Linked DNA regions of Sus scrofa: region 1 is linked to region 2. The links are chromatin contacts, called in public Hi-C maps. All regions are on one chromosome and are shown on one strand. Each heading gives the region's core, a stretch centred on a gene start, on an enhancer-like site or on the middle of the called end of the contact. The rest is flanking DNA. Distances are from core to core; before and after follow the strand shown.

Region 1 (4,224 bases), core at 1,685-4,184, 110 kb before region 2:
CCTCTTTCTCGCTCTCCCCTTCCCATCCTTTCTTTCTTACCATCTTCCAGGTAAGGACAGTGAAGCTCAGACAATAATTTGTTTCAAGTTCCCCTGTGAGTCTCGTGGCAAAACTGGGATAGAATCAACCTGATGCCAATACCTGTGTTTTTCACTCTAGTGTGAAAGGCTGCAGGCCCAAGGGTCACTTCCTCCATGAGTCTTTCCATGTCCTGGACGTAGAACTAACTACTGTGTCTCTGGGTCCCCATTGTGCCCCACTGTGCCCCACCGAAACACCCCTCAGGGTGCCTGTACTTATTTTATCTTTTATTTTTATCTTTTTGTCTTCTTAGGGGCGCACCTTTGGCATATGGAGGTTCCCAGGCTAGGGGTCGAATCAGAGCTGTAGCTGCCAGCCAACACAACAACCACAGCAACACCACACTCGAGCCGCATCTGCGACCAACACCACAGCTCATGGCAACACCGGATCCTTAACCCACTGAGCGAGGCCAGGGATCGAACCGGCAACCTCATGGTTCCTAGTCGGATTTGCTTCCGCTGCACCACAATGGGAACTCCTCCACGGACTTAATTTATTCATATGCCTGTGCCTTCACTAGGCAGTGAGCTCCTTGAGGGTGGAGAGTGGTCTTGGCTGTGACAAGATCCCCTGTAGGTAGCACAAAGCCTGCACGCAACAGGTATTCAGGAAAGGTGGGTTGCGTGCCTGGCAGGGAGGTACTTGGAAAGCCTGTTCATGTCCATTTTCCTCCCTGCCAGGAATGATCCCACAAGGTGATGGGGGTGAACTGGAGGATGAATGGGGGGAGGGTTTGCTGGGGTAGCGATATGGGCATCTGTCTCACCTGGAAAGTGTTCTAGATTCCCACACTCACCTGCACTCACGTTTCATGCCCTGGCACCCCTCTTGGCTTCAGTCCAGCCTCTTCTGCCCTTTCTCCTCCGTGTCTCGGACACTTTATCCCTCCCAGGTTTGCTCTCTAGGAGACAAGTCTGGCATGGGATCCCGATCTGATTTTATTCTCATAAGAGCTTCCAGAGGTAGGCTAGGTGGAGATGACCCACCTTCATTTTAGGTAGGGACATTTGAGCTCCAGGGGGTGGTGACCAGCTTCACATAACAAGTTGGTGGCAGCACTGGGTCCAGTAGGTAAAGGAAGGGAAGAGGGCTGGAGGCAGTTTGCAGGGACAGGCTGGGCTTCCCCCAGGGACTAGAGGAACCTGGCTCTCTTTGCCCTTCTGCAAGGCAGACAGGGCAGAAGAGATCTCAGTTGGCCTGTGAGATGGCCGGGAGAGAATCCCAGAGTCTCGTCCCCAGCCCCAAGCCTCCCACTCTTCTGCAGTCTTGACGGCTGCCAGTAGGTGGCGTCAGTTCGCAACTTTTGGTTCCTTCCTCGCAGGTCCAGCCTCCAGCCCCTCTTCCTCCTCTCACCTGGAGCGGGCAGAAAGTAGGAGAAGGCCCCGTTCCTGGGAGACTGAAAGACCCCTGCCCTGGGAGAGGAGGCAGGAAGAGGGCCTCCGATCTGCACTTTAGCGTGGCTGCCCTGCTGCTTTCCAGGTCAAGCCCAAAGAATCCACAGTGGGTCACCAATTATGCCTGGACAGGCGCCCTTATCCTGAAACCAGCTCCAGGGTGGCAGAAATCTTTGTGGGGGAGGGCGGTTAAATCCTGGGGAGACATCTAGGAGGTGAATCCCTGCTCCAAACGCTGCTCAAGAACCCCTCCCAATCCCAGCAGGACTGGGGCCAAAGGTGGGGGATACAGGCGCCAATGACATCTCCCAGGGGGCCTAGCCAACCTTGACACGGGCAACACAGGGTGAATTAGTACCCCTTCCTCAAACGCTTGAGTGCCATCTGCTGGAAAACTGTCACAAGGGCTACACAAATCTACAAGGACTACAGAAGTGGTGCCCCCTGGAGTTGTGCAATGCACAACTTGCACTTGAGAGTGGCGATCTCCTTAGCCACTTTTCCTCTGGGAGGGGGTCTGGGCAGGAGAAGCAAACGTCCAGGAAGAAGGAAGCGTCTTGGCACTTCCCTCTCCGGGCGAGAGTCCTGTTGATGCCATCCTGGGTAAGGCCGAGCGGCCAGGGGCTCACGCGAGTCCTGGGGAGACGGCGGCGGGCAGGGGGAGGTTGGAAGGGGCAAGAAGGCAGAGAGCCTATTAAGCTCTTAGGGCCACCAGGCTTCTCTGGACCCCTCTTCCCCCTCCTCACCGGACCTGATCTCCAGTGGCTGAGACGGGAAGCACTGGAGTGGGGTGGAAGGGGCTCCGGCCGGGGAGAGCGAATCCCCCAGGCCGCTGGAGTCGGGGCTAGGAGGCTGCGCTCTCCGTAGGCGGAGGGCGGGCCGCCTGGGCGGGGCGGGGGAGACGCCTGCAAGGTCGCCGGCGGGGGCCACGGAGCAGCCCCTTCGTTTCCCCTCGCCCTTCGCTGCGCTCCCAGGCTCCGGCTCAGAAGCGCCCTGGGCGCCTGCCGAGCCTTCCAAACTGAGCCGCTGCCTCCCGCGGCAGCAAAGGACTTTCAGATGTTGTAGCGGCGGCAACGGCGGCGGCGACTTAGGACAGCGCCCCCTCCCCCTAACAGCCGCCTCTCCCCCCCGCCCCCTCCCCCACCTCTGGGAAGGCGCTGGGGGTGTGGCCAGGGGCTGGTATAAAGTCCGGGGGAGCTGGTCCCAGGCAGCCGCTCAGCCCCCTGCACCCCCCACCGCCCGCCGCCTGGGCCGGGCCGAGGATGCGGCGCAGCGCCCCCGCGGCCAGGCTCGCTCCCTTCCGGCCCGCTTGCTAACTTCCTCGGCTCCATCCTTGTCCGCCAGCCGGGCCAGCCCCGTGTCCCCGCGCCCTCCGGGTCGGGTCCCTCCAGGCGCGCCGGGCTCTGTCGCCGTGCGACCCCTGCTGCCAGCCGGCGTCCCGTCCTCGCCCGGTCATGCTGCCCCTGTGCCTCGTGGCCGCGCTGCTGCTGTTGGCCTCCGGGCCCCGGCCGAGCCTGGGCGACGAAGCCATCCACTGCCCGCCCTGCTCCGAAGAGAAGCTGGCGCGCTGCCGCCCCCCCGTGGGCTGCGAGGAGCTGGTGCGAGAGCCGGGCTGCGGCTGTTGCGCCACTTGCGCCCTGGGCAAAGGGATGCCCTGCGGGGTGTATACACCCCGCTGTGGCTCTGGCCTGCGGTGCTACCCGCCCCGGGGCGTGGAGAAGCCCCTGCACACGCTGATGCACGGGCAAGGCCTGTGCATGGAGCTGGCAGAGATCGAGGCCATCCAGGAAAGCCTGCAGCCCTCTGGTAAGCTGCCCCTGCCCTTGCACGCCCTCCCTGGGGTCCTCCCCTCTCAGAAGCCCCTTCCCCATTCGGGCTGGCCTGGACGGCTCTTGACAGTCCCCTATGAGTTGACCAGAAGGCAGGAACGTGGCAGGGCCCAACTGGCATGGGACAGGGTCAGCCAAGGAAACTGCTATCAAGTCCCAAGCAGCCTGTTGCCACCGTTAACGGGGACTCTGTCCCATCCCTCCATGTCAAGGGTGCCTCTTTGGGAAGAGGGATATCTCAATGGTAGTCCTGGCTGCTGGTGCCAAGAGTGGAGAATTAAATGACCAGGTCCAGCCCACAGCCTGCAAGCGAGCAGTCTAGAGCCAGATACCTGGAGGATGGGGACGGTGGCAGTGGGGGCTTTCTGTTCCTGATCCAGGGACCTCCACTCACCCTGAACACAGGTGAAACCCGGGGGGTGGGGGGGTGTCTAAGAATCCAGGCCTTGGACTTTTGACATTGAGGTGGGGTGGAGGGGGACATGCAAATTAGAGGGGCTTTGGTGGCGAGGGGACATCAGAATGGCCCTGCCCCCAAAGCCCCAGGCCAGCTCACCTAGCTCTTTGGGGAGTAGTGGGACACAGGGGTTTCTCCGCCAGACCTGGGCACCTCCTCCTGCCTTGGTGCCTTTCTCCTGGTGGGTGCCACCGAGGTGGCAGAAGAGAAGCCAGTCTTGGCTCCCAGCCTGGAGCTGCAGAAACCTAAGGGGACAGGGAGCTGGGCGCGGGGGGGTGGGGGGAAGAGATTTAGAAGGTCCTTTGCCCTAAACTCAGACTTTTCTCTTTTTCCCTTTCTCAGACTTTCAGTTTCCCCTTATAATTCTTTTCAGTCTCTTTCCTTCTTTCTCGAATTCTTTTGTTCTTTCCCGCTGGTCTCTCAACCTCTAGTTTCACTGGTAACGTTCTCGAATTCTCC
Region 2 (4,554 bases), core at 148-2,647:
GGTTAGAGGATCCGGTGTTACCTCAGCGGCAGTGTAAGTCACAGTTGTGGCTCGGATTTAACCCCTGGCCTGGGAACCTCTGTATGCTCCGGGTGCAGCCATTAAAAAAAAACAATAATAATAAAAATAAAATAAAATAGGATTCTAGTAGGGATATTGTGAGAATTAAATGGCATAAGATACGATGCTTAGTACAGTGTGTAGCACATGATAACATCCTAAGGAAGCTGTAGTTATTCTTGCTAGCTGTGTTACCGCAGGTGAGTTACACAAGCTCTCTGAACCTCAGTTTCCTCACCTGCTGTCACAGAATTCAGCAGGAGGTGGTGTATCTAGCACAGTCCTGGCACATCATAGGCACTGGGTACCCATAAGCCCGTCCCCACTTCGAACTTAATACAGCCCCTCCCCTCGCCCCGCCTTCTTTGAGGTTCTGTTCTCTGAGGCTCTGTTTCCTGCATCCCTTCCATCACCCTCCACTCCTCGTCCCCCCCGCCCCCCCGCTCCCCTGCTATCACCCGGCTCTGTCTGACTCTCCCAGCAGTGAAAGCTCACAAGCTCCAAGTAGCCCAGGGTCTCCCCAAGGCTATGCGGGCCTGGGTGGGGTGGGGCCCAAACAGGTGTACTTCTTGGACGAAAGCCCAAGTTCTGCCTTTGACGGGATTGGAGGATCCCCAGGGGGGAGGGTCCAGGTCTGTGTCTTGTTCTGGGAGGGGCCGGCCGAGGGATGTATCCATCCGCCCAGAGCCTTCCATCCTTCTCCCACTCCCTTTTCCCTGGACTCCCGAGCTTGCTCACTGGGCAGGTGAGCATCTCTGAAGTGGAGGTGAGCTGAGCAGGTGTGCGGTGGAAAGAGGGGTCGGTGCGGGTGAGCCGGCGGTGTTCAGGGAGTAGGCTGCTGGGGAGGAGGGGTTGGAGGCAGAGTTGGTGCCCCTGTGGGTGGCTTCTGGTGCCTGGCTTGACCCCTGGGCTTTGGCTATGCCCCCCAAGTCCCCCTAGTCCGGGGAGAAGAACGCACGCCTTGGGCTTTGCATGTGATCAGGTTGAGGCTCGGCACCGAGTGCCTTTTGCGTAAACCATACAAGATAAATGTGCCCGCGTTCCCAGGCCTCTTTTTAAACATTGGGAAAGAGGTTGGGGACATTTCATCCGCAGCATCTGCAGAACTTCACAGTGTCAGGTATTTACTCAGACCAATGATCAACTCTTCTGTCCCGAGCAAGCACTGACCTTGGCACCGGGAGGATCCTGGGACCAGTCCTGTTTCCTCTCCTGCCCTCTTGCCCTCCTACTGTCTGACCTTGAGACCTACTGCCTGAGAGGGAATGGGGCCGGCAGCCCCAGGCTAAGCCCGCGGGCACCCTGCCCTGCAGGGAAATGTTTATTTATTCAACGATGAGAACCTGGAGTTCACGCTGTGTAGTGGTCATTGTGACGCATAGAGCAGCCCAGCCAGTGGATTCCCCGGGGATGGGTGAACTACAGACAAAAACAAGGCTATGTTGAAGTCCCTGTTGTGGCTCAGCGGGTTAAGACCCTGACGTAGTGTGTCCCTGAGGATGCAGGTTCAATCCCTCTCATCCTTAGACCACCCTGGCCCTCCTTCCCCCTGCCTTCTGCTCATCACTCAGAATTCCTTCCCTCTCCCCATCTCATCTGCCTTAACCCCCACCGCAGAGGCCAGCTTCCTCTCCCTCCAACAGTTCCCTCTCAATATAGAAATGCAACTGCGACCCCAACTCCCAGAGAAAGCCCTTTCTTGCTTTTTTTTTTGCATTTTTAGAATTAAAGTATAGTTGATTTACAATGTTGTGCAAATTATTTGTTGTACAGCAAAGCAACCCAGTCACATATATATACACACACACACACATTCCTTTTCTCTTTTTTTTTTTTTAAGGCTGCACCGTGGCATATGGAAATTCCCAGGCTAGAGGTCTAATCAGAGCTACAGCTGCTGGCCACAGCCACAGCCACAGCCACGCCAGATCCAAGCCACGTCTGCGACCTACACCACAGCTCACGGCAATGCCGGATCCTTAACCCACTGAGCAATGCCAGGGATCGAACCCACGTCCTCATGGATACTAGTCAGATTTGTTTCTGCTGAGCCATGACGGGAACTCCTATATATTCCTTTTTTTTTTTTCTTAAAAATTTTTTTTTTGATTTATATTTTTTAAATTACTGAATGAATTTTATCACATCTATAGTTGTACAACATTCCTCTTCTTCCGTCTTCCGTCATGGTCTATCCCAAGAGAATGGATGTAGTTCCCTGTGGAGAAGGTCCTTTCTTAGAAAGAACAGTTGCCTGATTTCTTTTGGACTTGCTGCCGTATGTCTTTTGCATTTTGTTCTCCCTGATCTTGTGGCAAAGGTGGGCACTACCGGAGGGGAGAGGGGACCTGGCCACAGGACAAGAGGGATGGGACCTGCCAGAGAAGAGCTAGGCAGTCTGGGAGGAGGCTGGTGTGTGCCAGGGTGGATGCGTAGGGATGTGTGAGTGAGAATAGGAGGGTGGGGGGAAGAGCTCTGGGGCTTGGGAACCCAGGTTCGAGTTTCGCAGTGCCAAGAGCTCGTGAGAGACCTCAGGCAAGTCCTTTCCCTCTCAGGGCCTCAGTTGACTCATCTGCATAATGGGTGGGCAGGGGAGACTAATCTCAAAGCTGCTCCAGCTCGATTTATAAAAATGTATGGGGAAGGAAATGAATTTGGTTTCCTTGTAGTTAGTGGCTTTTTTTTTTTTTTAAGCTATCATTTATTAAAAGTCTTTTTTTTTTTTTTTTTTTTTTTGCTTTTTAGGGCCGCACCCGCAGCATATGGAAGTTCCCAGGCTAGGGGGTGAATCAGAGCTGCAGCTTCCAGCCTACACCACAGCCACAGCCATAGCAACTCAGGATCCGAGCTGCGTCGTCTGTGACCTACACCACAGCTCACGGCAATGCCGGATCCTTGACCCACTGAGCAAGGCCAGGGATCAAACCCGCTTGCTCATGGATACTCGTCAGGTTTGTTTCTGCTGCACCACCATGCGACCTTCTTATTAAAAGTCTTAATAATTACCAAGAACACTTTTTTTTTGTCATGCCCACAGCAAATGGAAATTCCTGCGCCAGGGATCAAACCTGAGCCACAGCAGTGACCTAAGCCTCTGCAGTGACAGTGCTGGATCCTTAACCCACTGTGCCACAAAGAAACTCCCACCACCAACACTTTTGTACAGATTTCTAAGCATTGTATATACATATGAATTCATTTACCCCTCACGACAACCCTTGGAGGTAGGTATGGTGATCAACCCCATTGTACAGATTAGGCAATCGAGGCACAGAGAGTGCAGCTGAGATTCAAACCACGCAATCTGGCTGCCCAGTCCTTGCTCCTCACACCGCACTTAACATTCCAGGCGCGGTGCTACATGTTTGCCAAATGCTGTCCATTCTGCAGTTGGGAAATCTGAGACTCAGAGGCGTTGAGCAACAGCTGAAGGTCACACAGCTGGGAAGCAGCAGAGATGAGATTCACCGCTGGCCGGGCTCCAGAGACTCTGCTCTCCCCCGCCTGCCTCCTGTAGTCCTGCCAGATCCTCAGGCCCCCAAAGCGAGTTTATCTACTATCCCTGGGTTGTAATATCATCCCTTAAAGCAAGTTAGTTCCTCCTTCTGGACCTCAGCTTTCCCAACTAGAGAATAACTGGGGTTGGACCAGCCGATTTTTGAGGTCCCTTGGAGTTCTGCAAGTCTGTGACTTGAGAGGTTGGGGCTTCTGGCCAATATGGCAGATCTGTAGCCTGGGGTTGTTACTAGGGAGGATGGGGGGGCGGGTTGCAGAAGAGGGGCTGGAGGTGGAAAGAAGTGGGGGAACTGCAAGAGAGGCAGCGGGGCCGTGGGGGCTGTGAACCTGGGGAGGTGGGGCAGGGCTATGAAGAAGATGACAGAAAGAGAGAGAAAGAGAGGCCGGGGGAGGAGGAGTGAGGGCCTTCCTTCTTCCCAGCACCCCCACCGCCCACCCCAAATTCAAGTCAGGCATGTGAGAGAACTGGGCGAGGGAGCGGGGAGCAGGTCAGCAAACGGCCAAGGTCAGAGCTTCCGAGATACAGCAGTTTGGGGAATGAACGCTGCTGGGAGTTTTGTAAATGCTTGGAGATGTCCAATTATTTTAGAAAAATGTATCGATGCCGAGGTGGCGTGTTTGTGCGGTTGGCCTGGCTTCCTGTTCATGATTGCTCTGTTACATTCCTCCCCTTCAGGAACCCAGGATCATTTTCCCATCTGGAACCTCACTAGCATGTGCACGTCAGCGGCCCCCACACCCCCACACCCCAGTCCTGGTCGCCTCGGGGGGGCCCCCCCAGTGGCCCTGGGGTCACCCCTCCCGCCCCATGGCTCTCGCACCCTCGAAGCTGCACCTGTTAATATTTAACGCGGCTGCTGGTGCCACGGCTCCACGCTGCTGTGCCTGTGCCAGGGTCATCCTTCTCAGGGCATGGGTGCCCGTCTCGGAGGCCAGCTGACAAGTGGGGCCCAGGGCATCCCGAGGAGGGAGGTCATG

The links. Hi-C and Micro-C count contacts between places; a contact is called where the count stands out from the background.
Region 1: a contact with region 2 is called in a Hi-C map of liver, with 6 times the contacts expected there. The contact joins the promoter of IGFBP4 here to the enhancer-like site in region 2. A contact is called at or near these places in 4 of 5 promoter capture datasets (fetal liver, fetal skeletal muscle and liver), 22 of 47 Hi-C or Micro-C datasets (adipose tissue, alveolar macrophages, blood and 10 more) and 1 of 2 datasets of contacts at active chromatin or transcription factors (skeletal muscle).

Annotation. Positions count from the first base shown.
Region 1 is chr12:21,978,753-21,982,976 of Sscrofa11.1, reverse strand. IGFBP4 (insulin like growth factor binding protein 4) reads left to right here and starts at 2,934. Exons shown (of 4, transcript NM_001123129.1): 1 at 2,934-3,285. The coding sequence starts at 2,934.
Region 2 is chr12:21,870,119-21,874,672 of Sscrofa11.1, reverse strand. No RefSeq gene overlaps it. Among named protein-coding and RNA genes, the nearest start is that of CCR7, 15 kb to the right of the region's middle. Within about 2 kb of position 1,397, at least 18 of the 83 cell types and tissues checked have an H3K27ac peak or open chromatin away from gene starts, as enhancers often do. A contact at or near this core is called in adipose tissue, fetal liver and liver, where this site is marked.